Regions from separate parts of the Mus musculus genome. Here region 2 is linked to region 1. A link is a contact called in public Hi-C data. All regions are on one chromosome and are shown on one strand. Each heading gives the region's core, a stretch centred on a gene start, on an enhancer-like site or on the middle of the called end of the contact. The rest is flanking DNA. Distances are from core to core; before and after follow the strand shown.

Region 1 (3,422 bases), core at 476-2,975:
AGACATGTCCCTGACTTGACTGTCTTTGATCTTTTTAAAAAAATAAAATAAAATCAATTGTTTAAAAAAAAAAATACATGTTTCTGGTGAAGTAGAATCTAAAATTATGTAACTAATGGATTGGTTTGTTATTTTTATCCTAAAGTGAAGAGAAATGTTGTTGTTTTTTTTTTTTTTTTACTATCTAAAGAACATGAAAAAAATTTAAATTAAGTAATAAATCAGTTTTGTCCAAAATTATTTAGACTAATGATTCCCTGTCTTAGTCTAGGAAACTGGCAATAATTATGCATAACAAACAAAAGCCTTGGCTGACTTTGTTCCATGCTCTAAGTTTACTCTACGAGGTCAGTGTGCAGACTTCTCTAGAAAAGAGAATTTCCTGGGGCAGACTGACCCAGGTTGTACAGGAATGTAAATAAAAATGATTGAGGATTCCTTTCTTTGCATAGAACAAATATTTCATGACTTTGTATATTATAATCCTCTTTCTCGTGTCTAACAAAGACATCATAGCATCAGCCAAATACTTAAAGCCTACTATTAAGATAAAAGCATTACTCCAATTTGTCATCACTTCTATTTAATTATATTTGTAAAAGAAGTGTGATTAATGGCACAGAAAGCAGATGCTTTGTAAGAGTGACAGCCATGTCACTGTGAACACAAAACGTTCCTCTGAAATGGACTCCAGGGTCTTCTGCCTAGCAAACTTGGGCAAGCGTGGACGTGCAAGAGAGAGCTGCCACAGTAATGTTTTAGTATTGCCATAGCTTTGGATGAGATTCTCTTCCACGTGAACAAGTCTTTCCTCATTCCTGACATCACTAACCTTTAGCAAGTCTATGGTTCCTCCATTCCACAGCCTTTGTAAAAACAGGAATGAATCTGCTACATGGTGTTCTGTACGTGAGCTTAAGAACGTTACTTACTGTATTCCAGAACACATTACTCCTTCAGGCTAGGGATACACCTGCATGACGGAACATCTCCTACCATGTGTGCATTCCTGTGATTGCTTCCTAACACCACAAAGGGCACAAAAAAAAAAAAAAAAAAAGGCAAAACCTTAAGCTCTCAGAGTCAGCATTATGAACGCAAGCCAGGACACGCTAAACTTTTCCTGAGGCAGAGTCCAGTCGAAAACTTTATGACAATCTTCCTGGATTGAGCTTTGCCTAAGATCTTCCCGTTGGTCATGAGACAGTCAGGGGACTAAAAGTGTGTCACTTGATTAAGTTTTTCAGGCTGATAACAAGAAGGTAAGCAACTATGTTATCCAGGAGGTTCCAAAGTCCCATGTCCATTCTGGGTCAACTACAATAATTCCCCTTCCTACGTCCAGACACTGCCTGTCACCTAAAGCCCATTAGGGGGCAATTTCCTAAAGCTGAACCCGAAGAGATTATGGGCTGCCCAGCTCAACCGAAGAAGCCAGCTAGTGTGAGTCACCAGAAAGTTCCTATAACCTAAGAACTTCTCTTACAGAAAATGCTACTTCCCAGGCTATCAAAAGAATCATCTTTCCCCTCAGGGCAAGGCTGGCTCTGCACACACAAATAGAGAGCATTTTCTTCGGCCTCCAGTTCAGATGGAGAAGAGTGATTTCTGTGTTGTTTATGTTCACTTGCTCTTTCAACCTAAGTTCAAAGGTTTGACTGCACCTCAGCACTTCAAACCCTTGGGCGGTGATCGCAACGTTCCATTGCATAGACACTCCTGAGGGGGGCAACATTGAACCTGTCAAGGATGGTTTCCCCTGCTTCTGGGCTCTAATGCTTCTCTCTCTACCAGTAGAGCTTTCAGCAGGAAAGACTCATTGATTTAGAAAGAAAAATGCTCCAGGTTCAAAGTTGAGCCAAGCAGTCCTTCCGTCCCACCAACAAATGCTAAGTACATATTCACTCGTGTTTGCTTTCTCAAGAGAGATTAGGAAAAGGAAATAGGAACACATTTGTATAGAATTTTCCTGAATCAAAAGTTATTATTGAAACCCAATACTATCCTGAAGCAAACAACCTTCTATACACAGTTTTAATATCAATTAGTTAATTGAAAATACTAATTGCCTATAAAAACATTCCATTTTCACTGAAAAACATCCACAACACATAAAGTATATTTAAATATACGATACACTAGGAAACAAAACAACCTGGAAGCACTGCTAATTACTTTGTCTTGCCAAGTTTGAACAAAGGGGATTCAATTTTGTTTCTTTAGTTCTGGGAACTGAACCCAGGGTCCTGTGCATGAGAAACAGAGAGTCAGAAACTCCAAATGTTGAACAAACTTTGACTTCCTCATAGAAAAATGAACCAGTGATTTCTCTAGACTCTGAGGGAAAAGCAGTCTTTTCAGATTATAAACTGTGAATGCCCTTCTCTTTCTAGACCACTGTGTTATGACAAATTGGCTACGTTTTATAACTGAGCAATGTTTTGACTCTTGGGGAATACTATAAAGTATGGAAAAACATGTGAGTATACATGTACTCTCATATAACCCAATAAGCTTACGTCAGTATAAGTGTTTTTGAACTGACTGTAATAGTCTAAGAGTTTGTGTTGACAGGAAGCACATAACCAAACACATGATTATGTTAGTAACCATATAAATATAAACTTTAGTGAACTAGAGCATTTCATTCTATATTACTTCACTAAGAAAATGTACTTGCTGCCTTAAGACTCCTTCACTGTACACTGATGAGCAGCTAGGATTCTCAAAGACTCTCAAATCCTCAGCGTTCTGTTGACTTCGGATTATGCACTTCTCTTGTTCACAGGGACCCTTATCCACTTGACACTCACTAAGCCACTGCTGTGAACTTTGCTTTGAGTTTGATCTCAGTGCTCTCCAAAGCCACTAATCATTTCTTCAATGTAAAACACAGTGAGTGCTTGGACATCACATATTTAATATTTTTGAATGATATTGCTACTTTCCTTAAAAATTTGCATTAAAATCCAACTCCTGGGGCCCCAGAAATATGACCTTACTTGGAAGTAGAGTCATTGCAGATGTAATTTGTAATAGGATGAGGTCATACTAGAGTAGGCTGACCCTTCCGCCAATATTTCTGGTACTCTTATCCATAAATGTGTCTCTGATGTTAGAGACACAATGTGACAGTACAGACAGATTGTTGTGCACTCCCAAACCAAGGCAACCAAAAATTTCTGGAGAACCATAAGAGAATCAGGAAAGGCAACAAAGAGTTACCCTACAGATTGTAGAGGTGGCCTGTAGCTTCCAACAACTCCAAAGAACCTCGAGACAATAGAGCACTATAGTTTTCAGAAGCCTGGCTTAGAGTAGTTCACCATGGAAGTCTACTGCATACCTTAAGACCACTAAGCCCTGCACTGTATTTTTTTCAAACAACCATACTACAGTCTCAACAAGATTCTTCCCAGTTC
Region 2 (3,422 bases), core at 501-3,000, 490 kb after region 1:
CAGGCCTGAGGGTGTTCAATGCCCCTGTGTAAGGGAATGCCAGGGGGAGGCGATAGGAGTCAAACATTGAGATAAAAGCTGCAAGCTACCTCATCTAACTTGTAAGGGATTTCTAGTTTCAATAAGCCACCAGCCAAATGGCTTAGTGTTGAAATCATGAGTGGCTGTGTGGGGCCAACCCACACAGGAGTCAACTTGAGGACGTGTTGCTTATTTTCACAGCTGAATGTGTAATAATACAGAGAAGTACAGGGTTGATATGCAGATTCAGCAATTGTTATAGGCTGTCTAAGGTACTTGTTCTCAGTCCCAGGTGGAAGACACAAAAGTTGATTTCACAGGAGCGGAGGGCATGGTAGTGATCTCTAAAGCTAAAAAAGGTTATTGAGGTGGTGGAAGAGAAAGATTGGCTAAGCACCAAGAGAGTGAGAGAAGATGAGTACATTTTCATACAGGGTACATACAGTTCTCAAGAATGTATCAAATGTTTCAGAAAGTACCAGAGAAAGAAAAATTAGAAGAAGCACAAAGAAGTGGAAAAATGTTAACAATTATATTTACTACAGAACTGATCATTATACATGAAACGCATGTATTCCACACAGTGTCCCAGGAATGTGTACAGTTGGTAGATGTCAGCTAAAAACCCAGATGAGAAGATAGAAAAGAAAGTACTAACAACCCCGAACAAATTCTGATGCTCTTTATGTGCAGGGACTATGTCCTTCCATGTAAAGACTTCATGTCAGTGAAATACTGAGATCTCAGTTCCCAGCCTGCTCAGAGCATCTCTCCTAAACTTTGATCCTCCATCAAACCCATCATGACAACCACGTGACTTTCTTTGGTCAACCATCACTGATTAACATTTCCACTGTTTTTACTTCCAGGGTATTAAGAACATCTATATATACATCTTTGCATGTACATATTTTTTACTTCTCTTTGAATACCTAATCAGGAGTGGGATTCCCGGGTCATGGGGATGGGGCTATGCTTGAGCTCTTGAGTATTGAAACTTGACATATTCTTTTCCAAAGGGGCTCCTGTTTGGCATTTAGCAAATGCTTTATATATTTTACCTCCATGTCAGGTTTTTTGAAGAATTGCCTGGAAAAGTAATTTTGAAATACTGAATAGTACTTCATATTCTGCTTTCTATATTCTGATACTATCTCCAGAGAATAAGTGACTAAAGTCAGAAATGGAGATATGGGCCTTCCCATCCTAGTCCCATTGCCAACAAAAATGAGACTATCTGATACTGGACTTCCCCTTAATGCAATTTATGCATCTGACAAATGTGAGTAATACCACATCTATTATATCTTAATGATAATGCAGTAGATTTGAACTATTAATGTTTAGTGCAACTGTCAGGTTCCCCTTTTATTGTTGCATCTATTTAATGAAACTTATGGAAGTTTTACTTATGTTTGAAATGCCTTGCTGTTTATTCTGTTAATATTCTTTCCAATATCACCCCCCCCAAACCTCAGTTTGAGTATGCATAACTAAAAGTATTTTTATTTGCAGGGGTGGGAGAGTGGGGGATAAAAACACCATTAAGTGAACGGAGAGTCAACCTGCAAACCTAACTGCTTTCTGGGAAAGATCTCTATGTACCCTCTGCTTGACAGCACTGTTCCTGGGTCCTCTCTGACTCACTTCCCTTATTGACAGCCGATCAGGGTTGAGGGAACCTGACACAGAGAAAGACAAAGGATGTGGTGTGGCCAAGACCTGACATGTGGGAGTCGGTGCAGCTGCCAATGTTCTCTGGCTAAGCCAGGCGACGACGAAGATTGGGGTGAAAAGGTGAACCTCTTTTGGAGGGCTGGGCTTTTCAAACTGGCTATGTTCCTTTATGAGATGACAAATAAGAGGGAACACAGCCTGGAGGGTGTGTTATTTCTGTGATTAAGAAGAAGTAGAATCAAGCAAGAAGTACCATTGTTTAGCCCGGGTTTGAATTACATTACATCTTTAATTACCAGCTTTTATTTCTATTTATTTTACTATTTTATTAATCCCGTTCCTCAAAATATCCTCTTTCATTTGCAACCACTGGACAAACGAAATGGGACAATTTGTTTCCTTTTGTGTTTAGTAGACAGTGTTCCCTTAACACTGTGGGTCAACACGACCTTAACTTTCTTTTTTATTATGATTTATACAATGGCATTTTCTAAGTTCCTCCTAGTCCTTTCTGCTTATATAATTTTTAATAATCACTTACTGTAGTTCAGAGGACCTTAACTCTTGTTTGCATAGGATCAAATTAAGAATCCTTAGCAATTTTTTTTCAAATTTCTCAGGAACTGAAATTACCAAAAAGAAAAATAAAATGGAGAGTAGGGTGGAGAGTGAAGGAGTTAACTTTTAACTAGTAGCATTAGTGTGGACTCACTAGTCCTCATAACTAAATAACAAAAATGTGCATGTTATGATGTTGCTGAGGAAGAATATTGAGTGTATTAAGCTGAGGTTACGGTACATGGAGATAACAAGGAGAGTAATCCACTTCAAAAATATTTTTGTTTGAGTCAGAGGTTCTCAACATCACTACCTGGGAACCATCAGGAGCCTAACTTACAAACTTGGTGGATGTAAATACTCTCAGATCACACTAACACCCTGGAACTGTCTTTGGGGCTATGGATCACCCACCTCTGCATTAATTATTTCACTGAGGACCTGGTATTTGGCCCCTCAGTGCCCAGCTCATGGCTTCTCAATCTGTCTCTAACTAGCAATCATCTGGTAAGTGTTCATAGGTTCAACTGGCCATCCCTCAAATCAGAACGTTTGGGAAGATATATGCAGACATTGGGGTTTGTATAGGCTCCTCAGGTGACTAAGCAGTCAGGACAGGTTAAAGAAGACTGTGTCTCAATCCTTTTTACACTTTATAGTCATCCAAACTGATTTCAAAACACAGTAGTGTCAGGAAACGCTCCACTCTTACCGCCACTGAATGAGAACTTCTGGGCATGGGATCTTGGATCTTTGGGAGCACTGTCTCATGGAATTCTCTTATGCATTTGGATTGAGGTCTTATTTATTTGTTTGTTTTTTAGCAGAAGCCTTCTGAATGGACTAACTGATCTATCAGCTCTTCTTCTTGTGACATAATTCTTTATTAAAATTTAGGTAACAAAATATGACCCACTTCCTACTCCGCATTTTTTAAATTAAGTTCAATCCCTCACATAACAATTAATTTTTACAATGTGCTCTTAAGATTGGTTAACTTAAGGTGAGCCTGTTTTTACCAAAGGTGAAGTTAAAGAATGGGTCAGATTACCATAACCACGAGGAAGTTCCAAAAACAGAAGAGCTGGCCCGACAGTAGGGCTTCTCTCTTGCTGGTGAAGCCACGTCCGCATGACCATAGTTCTGCTAACGAAAGCAGATGGAAA

Evidence for each region. A called contact is a pair of places that touch in the nucleus more often than the background predicts.
Region 2: a contact with region 1 is called in a Hi-C map of uterus. The contact joins two enhancer-like sites. A contact is called at or near these places in 8 of 484 Hi-C or Micro-C datasets (the G1E-ER4 cell line, the P5424 cell line, embryonic stem cells and 2 more) and 1 of 9 other capture datasets (embryonic stem cells).

What each region holds. Positions count from the first base shown.
Region 1 is chr16:76,200,661-76,204,082 of GRCm38.p6, forward strand. The region is part of intron 2 of Gm30507 (a long non-coding RNA gene); the gene reads right to left. Among named protein-coding and RNA genes, the nearest start is that of Gm30507, 47 kb to the right of the region's middle. Within about 2 kb of position 1,726, at least 58 of the 459 cell types and tissues checked have an H3K27ac peak or open chromatin away from gene starts, as enhancers often do. A contact at or near this core is called in uterus, where this site is marked.
Region 2 is chr16:76,693,376-76,696,797 of GRCm38.p6, forward strand. No RefSeq gene overlaps it. Among named protein-coding and RNA genes, the nearest start is that of Gm30790, 84 kb to the right of the region's middle. Within about 2 kb of position 1,751, at least 42 of the 459 cell types and tissues checked have an H3K27ac peak or open chromatin away from gene starts, as enhancers often do. A contact at or near this core is called in uterus, where this site is marked.